Regions from separate parts of the Sus scrofa genome. Here region 1 is linked to region 2. A link is a contact called in public promoter capture Hi-C data. All regions are on one chromosome and are shown on one strand. The core of a region is the stretch at or near the end of the contact, and the rest is flanking DNA. Distances in the headings are between cores, read along the strand shown. Region 1 holds the start of ZC3HC1 (nuclear-interacting partner of ALK). Region 2 holds the start of MKLN1 (muskelin).

Region 1 (5,484 bases), core at 1,469-3,968, 910 kb before region 2:
AGAATGAAAACATAAGAATATGTTATTATGCCTGAAAGAATAATTCCAGGAGCAGGCAGAAAGTGCAACTCACGTGAACCAAAAAAGGATATAGAAAATGTTTCCACTCTGCTAAAGAAGGCTTCTTTGCTTGTAGATTCCAACGGAGGTTCTTCTGCTTGGGGTGATCCATTAACTGGCTGGAATGTGGCAGATGTGTCCTTTCTAAAACAAAGTGGAAGAACTACTGGTAATCCTTTCAAGGCATCACTTTGCCTAACTATTTTGTATCTAGCTTCTCTGCACATCATATCATCAGTCACAGCACATTGGATTTTAGACTTTCTAAATACTATTAATCCTGTAATTTCTCTGCTTAGCATTTTCAATAGTTTCACAATACTTACAGGTAGAATGCAAATTCTTCAGTCTGGCGTTCAAATCTCTTTACAGTTTGGCTGTAACTAAGTTTCAAGCAATTTCTTCACCATGCTCCACTAATCCTATACTGATTAGCAAACTGTTCTACCTCATTCACTGTTCTCCAACAGCATTTTGCATAACTTTCATAAACACAAAATAAGACCCGAGTCTTCTATGCATAATACAATTTGAACCACCTTAGAAATGTAACTTAAGTAACAGCAGAAAACAACAGTTTGGATATTTCTACCTGGATTGATCCTTGATACCCACCCCTCCCCAAAAAGAATTTGAAAATTTAAACCAAAGTAAAGAGTTCTAGGTTATTTCATGAAAAAATTCAAGGAGGAAAAGCCCAGCAAAACAATTCTTTTATTTTCAGTGAAAGGCATTTCAACAGTGCCTGGGAAGGGTAGAGAGAGGAATTGCTAAAGACAAAAATAATTTTGATAAAAGTAGGGTTACACCAACTATTATAACTAGAAAGAAAGTAATTTATTTATTTATTTATTAATTTTTGTTTATTGTCTTTTTGCCATTTCTTGGGCCACTTCCACGGCAGGGGTCCAATCGGAACTGTAGCCGCCAGCCTACACCAGAGCCACAGCAACACAGGATCCGAGCCGTGTCTGCAATCTACACCACAGCTCACAGCAATGCCAGATCCTTAACCCACTGAGCAAGGCCAGGGATCAAAGCCGAAACCTCATGGTTCTTAGTTGGATTCGTTAACCACTGAGCCACGACGGGAACTCTTAGAAAGAAAGTAATTTACACTAAGAATCTTTCTGGGAGTCAGAGAGAGCCCGAGAGATGTGTGGTTCTTGGAAAAAAACTCAGAGGATCCATAAACTTGGATGGAAAAAAAAATGACATTTTAGTAATCTCTAACTGAAATGTAGCATTTCCTTCCATTATGAAGGAAGGTAGTTTTATTTTACTTTATTTTATTATTATTATTATTATTGTCTTTTTGCCATTTCTTGGGCTGCTCCCGAGGCATATGGAGGTTCCCAGGCTAGGGGTCGAATTGGAGCTATAGCCGCCAGCCTACACCAGAGCCACAGCAACACAGGATCAGAGCCGAGTCTGCAACCTACATCACAGCTCACGGCAATGCCGGATCCTTAACCCACTGAGCAAGGGCAGGGACTGAACCCGCAACCTCATTGTTCCTAGTTGGATTCATTAACCACTGAGCCATGACGGGAACTCCTGAATGAAGGTAATTTTAAAAAGCCATAGTAGGAGTTCCCGCTGTGGCACATTGGAAATGAATCTGACTGGTATCCATGAGGATGCCGGTTGGATCTCTGGCCTCACTCAGTGGGTTAAGGATCCAGTGTTGCCATGAGCTGTGGTGTGGGTCACAGACGTGGCTAGGATCTGGTCTTGATGTGGCTGTGGTGTAGGCCTGCAGCTGCAGCTCCAATTGGACCCCAAGCCTGGGAACCTCTATTTGCCGCGGATGTGGCCCTAAAATGACAAAAATAAAGTAAATCAGCAGAACCTGTAAATTTGTCACCAATGGAAATCATAGATATTTTGTCACATTATGTTTGTTGCACATGTTTTGAAATACTGTTTATGCTCATCACTATTTCAAAATTACGGTAGACAAAAGACCTATTACTAGACATTACTTAACTCTTGAATAATGAGGCATTTACTGCATCTTTTTTTCCTCTTTTACTACCTTGATAACTGTATTCCAACGTAATTGGTTTCTTCATAATCCTAAATAATTTACTTTATGCGTTTAAAAATTAAAAATAAAATTCTGAGACGGGGTTCATAAACTATACCAGGCTGCCAAAGGTGTCTGAGGCTTAAAACAGGTTAAGAAGCTAACATCAGTTAGCGGTCCTCTCCCCCCACCCCCCACTTGTCTTAGAGCAAAACCGCGCCCCAGGTGCAGAATCCAGTACTTCCCAAGTAGAAGATTAAAGCTAACTAAGCAAAGCAACCCCAGGGTCTTTAAGATACCAGGGCGAAGCCATCCCCCCCGCCCGAGTTACAGACCTAGGGTATTCCCCTCCCTGCCCAAGGTCCCCCAAACCCTCTCCAATCTGCCGTTGAGAGACCCAGGGTGGACTCGCGGACTCACGCTTCGGCGCTTCCCTCTTCTGGGGCAATCCCCTCATCTATCAGCTGCCGAACTTTTTGGGGAGTCCCTTCTGGGGAGCGAACAATTGCACTCCAATTTTTTTCGACCCCCGCGGCAAACGCTGGCCCCTCACTGGGCGCCGCCATCTTGGTCCGTTGCCGAGTTGTTTCCCGCGGGTGTGAAGGCTCAGGAACTTCCGTTCTGGGTGGTTAAGATCCTCCCTTCCAGGCTGCCGCCCACGCGTTTGCCCAAGGGACTTGCCTTGTCTGATCGCGGGGCGCAGCTTTACTTGGCCATTTTAGACCGGAGATAAACCCTTATTTTAAAATGAGGTTAGCCATCACAAGAGGACTGTGATGAAACACCAAGATTAGTCGTTTCCTTTATGCAGGAGCATATTTGGGTTGATAAGAGTTTTTGGGTTTTTTTAAGTCTTTGTTTTATTTACTTTTTCAGGGCCCCACTTGCGGCAAATGGAGGTGCCCAGTCTGGTGTCCGATTGGAGCTGCAGCTGCTGGCCTACACCCCCAGCCACAGCAACGCCACATCTTAGCCGAATCTTCAACCTATACCACAGTTCACGGCAAAGCTGGGTCATTAACCCACTGAGGGAGGTCAGGGATCAAACCTGTGTCCTGGATAAGGGGTTTTAGAGCACTGTCTCTCCGAGTCCAGCAAGGGTGATGGGCCCAATTTAGTCTTAATTAACTCAAGGCCCTCCTAAGTTTATCTTTTTGTATATGAGGAAATGGCAACTGTAACTTTAGTAAAGAATTTAGAATCCTTCTTAGAAACTGCGTTGTGGATGGGCTCAGAAGTCGCTGGCATTTGATGTTATTGAACACTCTCTCCCCGCTTTGTCCAAAAAATATTTATTGAGGGTGTCCTACTGATGATGCCCTCGGCCCTGGCAATGACAGCAGTGAAAAAAGAAAATGTAGTTCTTAGGGGAGTTGGAAAAAGTTTTCCTAAGTTTTGAGGTTATAAGTGCACTGAATAAGTACCAAGGATATAAAAGAAGGACCTAATTCAGTCTGCAGATTCTCCTGAGCGTATCAGTGCTGAAGTTAAAATAGATGAGATTGTGGGAAAGAGATCTGCCCAGACTCTTCCAACATCCAGACAATATAATCATATAATCAACAGGAAAAGAAGACTGATGTGACTGAGCAATAGGCAAAGATGGAAGTGGGACCACCCCCGACCCTTCCAGCTCACTCTCTGTGTGCTTCCAACTCCAGTAATATTCCCACCCGCAGCGCCTTCAACCTATTCATCTCAGCCTTTCCATTGTTCTCTCATAATTCCACTGTGCTCCATATTTCTTCTGTCCTTAGCCAGCTTCAGTTCATTGCCAATCATCATCATTCCTTTGCAAACTTTGAATATGGACTGAGAATTATTTAGTATTAAAGACATATTAGTTTTGTTATATGTTATTGGCATTGTGATTATGTTTTTGTTTTAATTTTTTGCCCGTGCCTTCAGCACATGAAAGCTCCTGGGCCAGGGGTGGAACCCAGGCCATAGCAGCAACTGAAGCCAGTACAGAATCCTTAACCTGTTGCTGATCCCTAACAAGAGAGCTCTGTGGTTTCAGTTTGGAAAAGTCCTTACTTATATGAGATACATTTTGATGTATAGGTGAACTACTATGATGTCTGGGATTTGCTTTAAAATTCTGAAGAAAAAGAAAATGTGAGGAGGAAATAGATGAAAAAAGATCGCGAAGTGTTTTCAATTATTGGTGTTAAATTATAGACTCGTAGGGGTTTATTACAGTCTTCTTTCTACTATTATGTTTGACAATCTCATAATAAAAAACAAAGTAAATAAGCTAAAAATAACACATTCTCTTAAATGTACCCTCAATTTTTTTTCTTTCTTTCTTGCTTTTTTTTTAGGGCAACACCTAAGGCATATAGAAGTTCCCAGACTAAGGGTTGAATCGGAGCTGCAGTTGCCAGTCTACACCACAGTCACAACAATGCAGGATCTGAGCTTGGTCTGAGACCTACACCACAGCTCATGGCAAGACCGGATCCTTAACCCACTGAGCGAGGCCAGGGATCAAACCCACATCTTCATGGATACTAGTTGGGTTCCTTTCCCAATGAGCCACAAGGGGAACTCCTTTGAACCTTCCTTCCTTTGTAGAACTCACATGGCAAAACCTCAATCGCAATTGAGTTTACTGATCCACCACGATGCTCCTACACCCTGTCAGGTGAATATGGTTAAAGAAAAATGAAGGACGTGTTGATTTGTCTCTCTGTGGTTGGCCTCAGGTGGGTCCTTAATTCTGCCCAGTAATCATATCACATTTCCCTAGGCTACGTTCTCTCCTATGTGCATAGATGATTATTACATATCTCTCTCCTCAAATCTTCCAGGCCTTTTCAAACCCATCCTCTCTGTCGATGCCCTTGTTTCCTATTGCACTTAAAAAATCAAAACAATTAGAAGAAAACTTCCACAAATTTCCACCACCACATCTCCCACCAGCATATAGAGTACTGAGAACTTTTTAAGTTCCCACATTCCCATGGTAATAGCCAGAAATCAGAGCCAGTTTTAAGTCCAATCGATTGATAACTCACCCCAGCAAACAGGCTTTTGCGAGCCCAAAGACAACCCATTGATTCTGGAAATCAGCCAGTCACAGACTCGCTTCAATACACATGCCTCTGAGGGTCAACCAATCAACAATAGTCTCACCCAAGTTACGCTTCTACAGAGAAGGTCAACACACTCAGACCTCTGAAAGTTCAATCCCTAAACTCCCCTCTTTCTCCAAAGCCGATATAAGACGGCTAGTGTGCTCTGCTCTAAACCTGTGCCTGATAAGCATGACTCTCACTGCCTTCAGCAAGCAATAAATTCAGCTTTGTCTTTTCATTTCACGTATTGAGTTTTACCTTCTGATAGTACTTTACCTTTCTTCCTGTTGCTCTAGATCAGTGGTTCTCAAATGG
Region 2 (5,567 bases), core at 247-2,746:
TTGGGTAGATCAGAAATGACAAAACAATAATAACAAAAATAGAATCAGGCATTTGATACGTAATTACCATCACACCAGCTTTAAAGCTTTTCTGGAATTAAATTCCTCTGGTAACCGTGTTGATGATGCTTGCAGGAGGCAAATGCAATGCAGTTCTTCTCTTCCACAGCTATATTAGGGCTTTGTTGCTGACAACAGTAAAAACTTGTTTGTGTCAGGAAGTGAGGTACGAAGATACGACCTGGAAGGTACAGACAAAACCATAGTGGCAGTTTTTGTGTTACTTTTCTGACCACATTCTTTCAAATGGTGAGAAGCAGCTGATCTGCTGTAACATGCGTATATGGGTTTGGTGGGAAATCAAATAATCAGAACAACACATTTTCCTCTAATCATAATGACCATGCTAGTAGACACTAGAAATTACATATGGATTTACATATGTGTGTGTAGAGAGAGAAAAGTGTATGCCTTTATATGATATTTTGACCAAAAACTTTGTCGTCATTTCTAGCATTTAACTGAAGCATGTAACAAACACTTTGACCCAACCAAGTCCAGTTATGTGTGGAGACTGTAACATCGTTTTGAGTGCCTTCCTGTTATTGAATCACAACCCCCAATCCCAAATCTCTGCCTGAAAGTTTGTGTGGACCCTGGGATTTTATCCTGGAAATGTAAGCCAAACAGCTCTTTCTATGTTTTAGTTCATGCTTTTCCATTTATAAGGACAATTCCCTGTTGGATTGGCAGAATAAAAAGAAACTTCACAGGAAACGGAAGAGTGAGATGGAAGAGCATCCTCTCTTTGGGCTTTGCCCTGACTCTTCCTACCTCATCAGTTTTCCTCATCAGCCATGATGCATGATCTCCACTACATTCCCTCTGATCCCTTAATGTGTCCCCCAATATTTCCCTCCCTATGGAATGCCTAATTCTTCCATCCCTTTCCCCTTTTCTGTTTTTGCCTCCCAATTCAGACCCGCACTGCCTGGATACTTAGTTCAGGCCTCCCCACATTCTGCCTCCCAGTCCTCCTTCCCCAGCAGGTCCCCTCCTCCCCTTCCCAGTTAGGTCTCCCTTCTCAGCAACTCTACCTCCTTACCTCTCTTTGACCTCCTTTATTCTCCTTCACAGTCTGGCCCTCGACTTCTCGGCCTCTTCTTGCCCTTCTTTCCCCGCAATGTCCTGCCTCTACAGGGGTCTCCTTCACACCCTTCTCTCAGGTCCCATCCCTTCTGACGCCGAACCCCAGCATTCCTCAAGGGCTTGGCCTGATAGGCTTTAGCCTGATTTTGTTCCTGTGGCCCTGGGCTGGGAAAAGAGTGTATGGTGCAAAGTGGGGGCAAGAATCCCCTTCGACGGTGGCCCCTGCCTGGTTCCCCCTCCGCCCCTCCCAAGTCCCGGTTGCGGCGCTTCCTGGGCGGATGGCTGGGACTTGCTGCAGCAGCTGCGGTTCTGCTGTGTCATGCAAGAAGGAGGCGGCGGCGGCCGGAGCAGGAGGGGGAGGAGGGGAGGAACCTGATCTCTCCGGTAGCGAAGGGCTGGAGGCAAACACCGAGTTCCCCCTGAGCCGCCCGGGAGCAGGGAGGGCTCCGCTACCCCGGGGGGCCCTCCCCGCGGGGCAGATGGTAAGTGGGGTGGCGCAGGTGGTCGCCTTGGGAAGGGAGCGCGCAAGGGGGGGTTAGGTGGGGAAACGGGGAGAACTAGAAATCACCCCAGCCAAACTGAAGGAGCCCAGTGTCCAGCTGAAAGGAACCCGGGCTGTAATAAGGATGACCAGCAGCAATAGTTACCATTCAAATAATACCCTGCAGTGGACCCAGGCTTCACGGAGTTGTGCATCCTGAACCAAGGACTGAGCTAGAGGCAATGAATGATTCAGGGTTTGAGAACCACCAGCCCATCAGCCCTGGCGCTTTAGGGTACAGCTGAGTAGCAAAAGTCAACATACACATATTCCTATAGCCTGGCTGAGCTTTATGGGTTGTCTTGTTTAAAACTAGGGAAGGGGATGGAAACCTGCCCAACCTCACTTTAGCCACGAAAATAATGGTCTTGGCCAGTGGCCTTGGACAAACAGCCTCTGGTGCAATTAAACAATCAATAGAAAAAATAGCTTCATTCTCTTTACCACTCTCCTTCCCCAAGCTTCTTCAACCAGAGTAATTGATTATACTTAAAGGAGAAAGAAAACTCTGCCTTGCGTTCCCTCCCACCCTGCCCTCTCTGGGCATCCACCCTACACAAACTGCCCGCCCCACCATTGACCCCCACTTTCAGACCATGAAGGGACTGCCTTAAACTCTGAACAATTTCACCTCTGCTGCCTTTTAGCCCTTTCCCGGGAGGGGAGTCAGAAACATGGAACTGAGAACAGTGACCACAGAGGCAGGCTGGAGGAACATTACCTCTTTACCTGAATGCAATTCTCAGGACAACTTTTTAAAAAATTATTATTCTTTTCCATTTTGCTCCTGGAAATTTCAAAGCACTTTCTGTAACATCATTTTTTTTTTTTTCTTCGTCAGTCATACATTAGCAGTAAGGGGTTGGCGGGATTAACTGAAAGGCTAATGACTGTCTCAAAAGCACATGCTGTTGCTAGGGAACTCAAGCTCATCCTGCTCTCTAATCACTAGCATGTTATGTGGAAATCAAACTTCTCAGGGTGTTATTAAAATGAATGGCATTTGGTTAAAGGCGTTCTCGCTTGTGTTGTAGCATCCTGGATTATTATCGATTGCCTCACACCCACATATCTTGTTTTCCTAATTTGATTTCTGAATGTGCGTCACTGCTAGGGACACACAGACTAGACCAGTCAGGTTCACTTCCTGTTTCTCAGAACCGGTTTATATTTGGTCTCATAGCACTAGCTGGTAAAACATTATCAAACCGATCCTCTTGGAAAGAAAATCTGTGCTTTCTGTGAAAACAAATTATCCCAATTAAATTCTAATTCCCATGGAAAACGTCATCATTTGAGGAATAAAGCAGACTGCCAGTGGCTATTTGAGAAAGCCATTCTTGAAATGTAAAGCCTAGAAAAACTCATCATCTTTATTTCTCTTACCCAGAATCTTCATTCCTGAGCCTTAGAACTAAAACAAACTCAAGTTGAAAGGAGATTTAAGTAGGATATTTCTAAAATGAAGCTCAAAAAATACACACTGAAGCTGGGGAAATCATTTAGACTAAATATGGCATAGAATTGAATAGAATCCAGGCCCCAGAAGCACAAATAAGCTTGGGTTAGCATTGGGGCGCTCAGAGAACAGAATGTGATTACAAGGCTACACGACAAATAGGAGCCCATTTCTTTGTACTAATTGTCTCTTTTACCATTTCTCCCGTGTCCCTGGATTAAGACAGCCTTGCTTTTTTTTTTTTTTTTCCAGTTCCTTCCTTTTTATAACAAGGATATCACAAAGGTACTATCATAAAGATAAGCGCTATATAACTAGTTAGATAAGTTCTGATGTAGATAATTTGTTTAGATGGAAAATAAAAGGGTATATATGGCATTGAGGAAGGGTCAGCTGACTGAAAGTCAGGGAATTTTATAGACTGGGTGACCTTGGGTGATCTATTACAGGTCTCCTCATGTCCATTTCCTCATGGAAGCTTAACAAAAGTGCTGAGCTAACAGATCTCTAATATTCCTTCCATATACAAAACTCTGTGATTATACTGAACTCCCTACATAAACATTTCCATTTTAGCTGAATTTTGCAATGTTAAATTTTGACATTGAAACTTTAACACCTATCCATAGAGATCTTAGAGGAAATGACAATGGGAAATGGTTTTGCTGTTGCTACATCACGTTTTAGTGTCAGTTGCTAGACAATCAAATAAAATGGACCTGATTCCCAAAAAACTTACGCTCAGCTTGTTTGGGGGTGTTGCGAAAGTAACAGGATGAGGTAGAAAGAATGGAAAACTGTACCGAAAGATCTTTCAATCATTTTAGATTTAGTTAACCCACATTATTTTGATGAGCAAAATAGTGGAATGACGAAGAAGGGCTCTTCAGAAAATAAATGATCCACTGAATCCTCATGGAGTTAATAATCTATGTGCCTTTATTTTAATTAGTGATAGGCAAAAAATATACCTAGCACGGATTTTTGAAATTTTCAGGTTCAAGATGTTAAGAAGTAGCATGAAGAAATGTGAGGTCTGTGCCAGAGAGAAAAGATCTGACTTTGAAACCCAACTCTTTGAGTGCCTGATGTGTGTCAGGTATTGTGCAAGACACTGGGAATACAAATTTGACTAAGAGAGTCTGCTCTGAAGGACCTTGTAGTTTAATAAGGAGACAGATGAGTGCACAGGTGATTACACGATGGTGAGATGTTAACCACTGGGGCACTCATTGGAAGTGCACTTAACCTTGACTGGGCATAGACAGGGTCCCTAACCATAGAAGATGAATTCAGAGAGGAGGTTTGAAGCATAGTAGAAATAATCCAGACAAGTGGATTATTTAAAGAGAAAGGCAGTCCAGGCGAAGAAGGTACTAGGTATTAAGTCCTGGCGGTAAAAAGGTGTACCCAAAGAGTTGAAGATAAAGGACAGTGCCCAACAAGGAGTAGATTCTGTCTTGTATGAATGCACGGCAGAACCCAGAAAGATCAGCAGGGTCTTGTATTATGAAAATTATGTCTTCCTAAGAAGTTTCAACTTCTCCTAAGGCCAGGGGAGAACCACTGATGAATTTTTTTTTCCTGTCTTTTCTCTTTTTAGGGCCACACCCACAGCATATAGAGGTTCCCAGACTAGGGGTCCAACTGGAGCCGTAGCCTCCGGCGTACACCACAGCCACAGCAACGCCAGATCCAAGCCGCATCTGTGACCTACACCACAGCTCACGGCAATGCCGGATCCTTAACCCACTGAGCAAGGCTAGGGATCAAACCCATAAAAAACAAGTCCCACTGTATAGCACAAGGAACTATATTCAATATCCTGGGAGAGGAGTTCCTGTCATGGTGCAGTGGTTAACGAATCTGACCAGGAACCATGAGGTTGCGGGTTTGATCCCTGCCCTTGCTCAGTGGGTTAATGATCCGGCATTGCCGTGAGCTGTGGCGTAGGTCACAGACGTGTCTCGGATCTGGAGTTGCTGTGGCTCTGGCATTGCTGTGGCTCTGGCATAGGCCAGTGGCTACAGCTCTGATTTGACCCCTAGCCTGGGAACATCCATATGCCGCAAGAGCGGCCCAAGAAATGACAAAAAAAAAAAAAAATCCTGTGAGCAACCATAATGGAAAAGAATACGAAAAAGAGTAAGAATCACTTTGCTATACAGCAGGAATTTACACAATATTCTAAATCAACTATACTTCGATACAATTTTTTTAATTTTGAAAGTATTGGGAAGAGAAAATAATGATCTGTAAGGTTAAAGATGTATAAGGAAAGAAGGAAGTAATACAAAATTATGGATTCTTTTAACCTTCAACTTGAATGGCTTCACCATTCTTCTCTTTTCCTCAGTTCTCATGTCCACTCCATGGAGAATTTAGGATAAGTTTAACCTCCAAAACACTTCCAAAATC

The links. Promoter capture Hi-C pulls out the DNA fragments that hold promoters and counts their contacts.
Region 1: a promoter capture Hi-C map of liver shows a contact between it and region 2, with 3 times the contacts expected there. The contact joins the promoter of ZC3HC1 here to the promoter of MKLN1 in region 2. A contact is called at or near these places in 1 of 5 promoter capture datasets (liver) and 1 of 47 Hi-C or Micro-C datasets (epiblast stem cells).

The regions. Positions count from the first base shown.
Region 1 is chr18:18,738,051-18,743,534 of Sscrofa11.1, reverse strand. It overlaps ZC3HC1 (nuclear-interacting partner of ALK), which reads right to left and starts at 2,718. Exons shown (of 10, transcript XM_021078727.1): 1 at 2,510-2,718; 2 at 93-204. The coding sequence starts at 2,655.
Region 2 is chr18:17,828,448-17,834,014 of Sscrofa11.1, reverse strand. MKLN1 (muskelin) reads left to right here and starts at 1,496. Exons shown (of 19, transcript XM_021078931.1): 1 at 1,496-1,631. It overlaps LOC106506781 (a long non-coding RNA gene), which reads right to left. Exons shown (of 12, transcript XR_002340361.1): 8 at 1-241.